Regions from separate parts of the Neogale vison genome. Here region 2 is linked to region 1. Evidence: chromatin contacts called from public Hi-C data. All regions are on one chromosome and are shown on one strand. The core of a region is the stretch at or near the end of the contact, and the rest is flanking DNA. Distances in the headings are between cores, read along the strand shown.

Region 1 (3,219 bases), core at 418-2,917:
TGGCTCCATCCACCATGTACCTCTCAACCACTGAGTCACAAATCTCATGAATCCTACCTCCTGAAACACCTTCGACCTGTCCACTTTTCTCTGTCCCCACAGTCTCCACGCTAGTTCAAAGCAGCACGTTCCTCCACCTGGCTATCGCACAGCTCCCTCTCTAGTTCCCTGTTTCTACCCTTGCCTCCCCCATTCTTACTTCCCAGGGGCAGCCACCCTAAGCGGGTAAGGCAAAGCCTTTGCTTCAAGCTCCAGCTCTCAAGAATGCCGCATGAGTCTGAAAACAATTCCTCTGGCCCTCTACACCTACTTCTAAGCCTCTTTTCAGTCTCTAACCCTACACTCAGGATATTCTGAACTTGTTTCAGATTCTTCTAGTGAATATCAGTTTCTCTTGCCGCTGGGATGTTGCACAAAGTGTGTTTGCTGTGTCTGAAACAGCCACCCCATCCTGATCCTGTCTCTAAACACACATCCTTCACCTACTACTCATCTTTCATGTTTCAGCTGAAATGTCCTTCACTCAGGGCCAGACATAGCTATCCCCCTCACATGTGCTCTGGCAACTCTGTCCTCTGTTCTGCTGGGATGACTTCATGCCCGCCTCCACCACTAAACTAGCTCCAAGAGAACACAGACCTCTGTCGATTGCTGTAGCACCCGCAGTAATAGAGTCTACGCTCAGAGAACGGCTGAATGAATGAATGAATGAATGATTGAATGAATAAGAGAGCAGAAGGCCCTGGTCGAAGGATGTGTTGCGGATAGGCCCCCCTTGAAGTGCCTAAACTCGAGGTTAGGGTCTGGAAGCGCCTGGAGAAAAGATAGCCACGTGGGGGCGTCCCTGGGAGAGTACGGGCCACAGGGGGGCGCCCTCAGCTCGTTGTATGTGACCGGCCCCTTTTCGGACTCCGGTTCGGCTACTAAAGGCCAATGGGAAACAGGAGGCGGGGTTTCCGTCTGATTGACAGCATCGCTCCGCCCAATCTAATTCATCTTTTTCTTGGCTCCGCCCACTCCAGGCTTCGGAGACCCTGAAGGTGTGCCTGATGGAGGCGCCGCCGACTGAACTCCAGCGGAGAGCTCCTGAGGAGAACGAAGCCGCGCTCCTGGCGGTCTGTGAGTGGGCGGCCCGAGGCTAGGGGCGGGGCCAAGGCGCTGACAGGCAGGAGGTCGGTCCCGCCCCTCTCGCCCAGAGCGGCAGCGCCGGCGCTGGGGACAGCAGAAGTGAGTACGTGAGCGGCGCTGCAAGAACCCTGCTCCGACCCCGGACGGCGCGCGCACCCGGAGCCCCGGATCCGAGTCGGGCCCGCGGCAGACCGCCAGATAACTGTGCCCCCGAACTACCACCACTTGCGCCCTCCCGCCCCGGCCCGCCTCCCGGAGTTCTCCGGCTCCGAGCTCTCCAGCGCCCGGGATCCTCCTGGACCGGTCCGTCCAGATTCCCGCGGGTCCGACCTGCCTGCATCCCCCAGCATCGCCAGGCTCGGCCGCCGCCTGGGTCTCGGAGCCGCCCGCCTGGATCGCACCGTCTCCTTGCCCGGATCTCCTGGGACCGTACGCGAGCGTTCCTCGGAGCCCGCGAAGCGGACCCTTCCCCGGGTGCCCGCAGCCCCGCCGGCGCGGCCCGGCGCGGCCCGGCTCGGCTCCCGGAGCCCGCCCCGGCCATGGCCCGAGCCCGCCCGCCGCCGCCACCGCCGCCGGGGCTCCTGCCGCTGCTCCCTCCGCTGCTGCTGCTGCCGCTGCTGCTGCCCGCCGGCTGCCGGGCGCTGGAAGGTGAGCGGCGTCGGGGGGTGCGTCCGAGGCTTAGGGTAGCCGGGGTCGCCCGAGCGTAGGCCGGAGAGGACCCGCGCTGTGGGTCAGATGCGGGCTGGGCGCACGTCGGAGGAGGTTCCGTCACCCGCGCCGCTCCGGGGGCCGGAGGATGGGGTGGGGAGATGGCCCCCGTAGCCGCCTCGCAGGCTCCAGATGGCCCAGAGGCCCGCGGTACGTGGGTCGTGGATCTCGGGCAGCTCGACTTGGGTTGAGCGTCCCCGAAAGTCACAGAACCGCTGTGAGCTCATGGGGGAGAACCCCGCACTCACCGCAGAGGAGCGGAGCCCTAAGCTGCCCGGGGAGGCGAGGAAGTGTGGGCGACCCACCGGGCGAGGCGGGGGGCCTCCGAGAATGCCGCGGGGCTGTGGCGGGTGGGGGCGAAGCGGGACTCCCAGGTTGGGGGGCGGCGTTGGTTAGGAACCCGTTGGAGTCGACTGTGAGAGGTGTGAGTGCGTGCACCCTGCTTTGTCAGGGGATGGCTGCGGGGGTGGAGAGGCGGGGGCCTGTTATTGTTTATGGTTTATGGAGCGCCAGTTACACACGAGGTGCTGCCCCCACGGGCAGTGCGCGCTGCTCTGCGGTTCTCCGCCTTCTAGCAGGACATGCGAATGTTCGGGTCTCCGTTGGACCCCCGAAGTTCAGGGGTTTGCCCCTTTTGGCGGTGGGGAAAGGCCGAGTTCCTCAGTAGGTTGTGTGAAACCGATCCAGACGGTGCTGAGCGGGTGGCTCCAACTTCCAAACGACTGTACTTGGGGGAACAGGATGCTGTTGGCCCTGGTGGGAGAGCTCACACACATGTGGCCACTTGACAGGAGTCTGCGGGAGAGAGAGGCACTGACACTGGTCACAGACAATAGACACACGCACACACACAGGGTTTCCTAAAATTTTGGAGCCATTAAAGGAGAGAAGACCTTAATCTGGAGGGTAGGACACCACAGAAATTTGTGGGACATTGGAATATAGACAGTACTTAGTTTTGGTGTCTTTAACAGCACGTCTAGTCACTTTCTTAGTATAGGAACAAAATAGGAATTCTGTGTAGCTTGGTTTGTTTGTATGTTCACAACTGGTAAACTTAAAGGAAAAAGGGCACAGTTCCGAGAGAAAGGCATCTTCTGGTGCTTTCCAGTTTTCTCTCTGGGAAACGGTCCTACAAACCCCCAACCCCTTTTATCTCGGAGCCCACCGGCGCTGACAGGCCGGTTCACACGGGTGGACACATGCAAATCCCAGCAGAGACACTGAGGTCGCGCCCACATGTGTGTGATAGGATCTCAGGCGTGAGAAACCAGTGTGGGGCTTTGTTGTTGATTGCCTCAAGGGTGTGAGCCAGGGAGCCTGTTGGAGTTCTCAGGTCTGTGTCTCCGTGTCTTAGCCCAGGAGGGGCCACACAGGCACAGG
Region 2 (3,324 bases), core at 580-3,079, 130 kb after region 1:
ATTTCTGGTTTACCTTCTTAATCTCTAGTTCACAAATATAGGACCCTTATCTTGCTCAGCATTCTGTCCCCAGGTGCCCCAAACACCACACAATAGAAGACGCTCAGCAAATGTTTAATTTATTAAGTGTACTGGGGTAGAGTTCTAATTTATTGTATTTTCATTTTTCTCTAGATACTATAATAGCTCACAAATAGAGATACAGGTCAGTCTTTTTTCTTTATACAATATAGACAAAAAGCACTGGGAAGCTAGACACCGATCAGCTATTTTTTTCATGGTACCAGATGATCACATTGCTGAGGTCCTTGAAACCATTAACATACAGCAGTACCATGCTGCGTCATTTGTTCAAGATCACAGAACAAAATGTAAAGTTTTCGATCCACTTTACAAAACCAGCCAAACTCTACAATAAAATGCTACAGGAAAAAGTAGACCAGTCTCATTTATAAACATCAATTTAACAGTATGTAAAATGTTAACAAAACATAGCAAGATACAAAACCTTTAGTTACACAAATACAACTTCTAATTAGCGACCTACCCCCAGTGATACTACTTATGACTCAGACAGTAGCTTTTTCATAACCAGGAGGACCTGGCTGCCCACTGTTCCACAAGTCCTCACCAGGGGTATATACCAGCCCTATCAGTGGCCCTGGCCCTGGCCCTGGCCCTAGCTCTCATACTGGCCTCCGCTCTGGCCTTGGCTCTGGCCCTGTCCGCCTCGTCTGCCAGGGCCTCACGGTACTGCACTGGCCAGTGCTGGGGTTCTTTCTTATGGAGCTTGGCCACGAACCCCAGAACTTTCATCTTGCTGATTTCCAGGTTGCTCCGGGGACCCCAAGAGAATTCGCATTCCGGCGGATTGGTGTGAGGCACCTGCCTGTAATTGAGGTATAGCTGCTGCACAAAATCTTCCATAATAAGTCTCTTTGGGTATCCAAAGAGGAAATGGTATTTTGAGGGACGCACTCCCAAACGACGTAGCATTTCCCAGACCTGTGTCTCCCTGGCACTATTACCTTTCATGTAGATAAGGCCCAAGATCATTATTAACAGACCCAATCTGGGGCCATCTCCTCCCAGATCCTCCTCCTCCACCTCCTCCTCCTCCTCCAGAGGTTTGAGTTTGTTGACCAGGATGTAAGTGTGGTGCTTGCGGCCAAACTGTTTCAGCTCGAAACCAAAGACATACCGCAGATGCTCTGCGGCCCTTGCGATGATCTCAGGAAACAGATCCTTCAAGTCTCCGATTACATATTTCACCATCTCGGAGCGAGTGATGGGACTCTTCTTCTTGTCCTTCACCAGCAGGAACTGCACCAGCTCGGCCACCGTCCGATCCAGACGGCGGTAGGCCCTGCGCCGGGCCAAGGCTTTGGCTGCCAAGGTCCTCGCGCCTTTTGGGGTGAGGGCGGACGCCGTAGCCCCCTCCTCCCTCCGGGCGCCAAGATCCTCATTGGGGCTCTCCTGCAGGAAGGGGCTCGGGACCTCTTTCTGAGAGGCGGTCAGGGCCTGGGTCTCACCGTCACGGCTGCCATCCTTCTCCCCCTCGGCCTGAGGGATGGGGAGAGCCCCGCTCTCGGGTTTCTGCAACATGTTTCAGGCAGGCAGGTGCAGAGCACGTACAAGGGCCAAGGGGCGTGCAAGCCGCTGCGCAAACCCCGGCGGAGGGGCGGGACAGAGCCTGGGGCAGCGGGAGGAGGACTAGGAGAGAGGTCTGAAAGGGCTTTCGGGATGCTGGACTGCACTGCGGAGGGCTCGAGACCGTTGCCGCAACGCCGCCGGCGCTGAAGACCTGCGCGCCGCCCCGGCGCAGCCTCAGTGTGCGCCCGCGCGCCGGTTCGCCGGACCACTTCCGGCCAGCTCAGCCAAGATGGTGGCCCGGGACCGAGCAAAGCCCCGCCCCTTCCGGCTCCCTCTGGGTTTGGGTTTACGTGCAGGGGAGGTGGGAGGTGTGCTCCCAGCGTTGCGTTTCAGGCTCCAGAGCTGAAGGGGGCCAGCCCTGGATTTCTCATCCAAGGCTTGCAGGATGGGAAATGTTTCCGTGGACAAGGTTGAAATAGGGAAGGCGTTCTAGCCACGTCTTTTCAGCAAGTGCTTATTTTAAGTGTGTATCTAGGATTGATTTTGAGTGATTTTACTGGAAACTACTGGGAGTTTAAGCCAGGGAGTGCCTGGACCAGATCTCTATCTTCACAATCTTTCTCGTGGCAGCGTGGAGGATGGATTGGAAGTAGGGACGACCAAAAGCTGGGAATCCAGTTTGGAGCCTTATTGTAGTGCAGAATAGGAACTGAGACTTGGCTTCTCTTGTGCATTGCTGTATCCCCAGCTCTTAGAACGGTGCCTGGCACCTACAGGCTCCCCATAAGTATTATAAAATTGAGGATGAGGGAGTGAGGATAGCAGATTCTATAGGGGTGAAAGGAAAATCTGGCTGACAGAAATATTGACTGATGGAAGGATAGAGGAGACTCTTTGACCTAATCAAAACTAACTACTCCCATCACTTTTTCTCTTTTTGCATATCCCCAGTTCTTCCCTCTGTCTCCTCACTTTCCCTTCCACTCTTCTCTCTCCCTCCTTCCCTTCCTTTCTTTCTCTGTCTCTTTTATTTGGGGCTCAGCTTAAATGTCACCAATCCAAAGCCTGCCTTAATCTCCCCGCATGGAAGTTACTTACTACTATCTCTGAATTACCATAGCAATTTACATTTATTTAACATCCACTTATATAGACCTTATTATGTACTAGGCTCTGTTCTAACCACTTTTCAGATATTAATTTGTTTAATTTTCATAGAGGTATTGTTATCATCCCCATTTTATAGATCTGTCTTTCCCATGGCATTTGCTATTTGCTAGCTATGTAATCGTGGGCAAGTTACCTAAACTCCCTGCCTCTCAGTTACCTTATCAGTAAAATGGGTATAATAGTAACATTATGGGAATTATGTGAAGTAATGCATATAAAGTATTTAATACCGTGCTCAGCACATATGGAGTGTTCAATAAATGTTAGCTATTATTTATTGCATATTTTTAATGTGCTGATACTGTGCTAAGTATTTACATGTATTAACTTATCTAGTCATAACAGCCCTGCTAGATAAGTGGTATTATTATCCCCATTTTATAAGTGAAGTAATACAGAAAGACGTTAAGTAACTTCCTCAACATCACATGACTGAGATTTGAACCATATAGGATGACTCAAAAGACCATGCTCTTAACCACTATATTAATAGTTTTAAATTATTATTATTGACCATACTCTGCTTCGTATTATAATTATTTTTGTGCTTATCTCATTACC

What was found. A called contact is a pair of places that touch in the nucleus more often than the background predicts.
Region 2: a Hi-C map of muscle shows a contact between it and region 1, with 5 times the contacts expected there. The contact joins the promoter of MAGEF1 here to the promoter of EPHB3 in region 1. A contact is called at or near these places in 2 of 3 Hi-C or Micro-C datasets (fibroblasts and muscle).

Annotation. Positions count from the first base shown.
Region 1 is chr6:107,447,691-107,450,909 of ASM_NN_V1, forward strand. It overlaps EPHB3 (ephrin type-B receptor 3), which reads left to right and starts at 1,668. Exons shown (of 16, transcript XM_044251919.1): 1 at 1,668-1,776. The coding sequence starts at 1,668.
Region 2 is chr6:107,577,720-107,581,043 of ASM_NN_V1, forward strand. MAGEF1 (melanoma-associated antigen F1) reads right to left here and starts at 1,830. Exons shown (of 1, transcript XM_044251920.1): 1 at 99-1,830. The coding sequence starts at 1,605. The coding sequence ends at 628.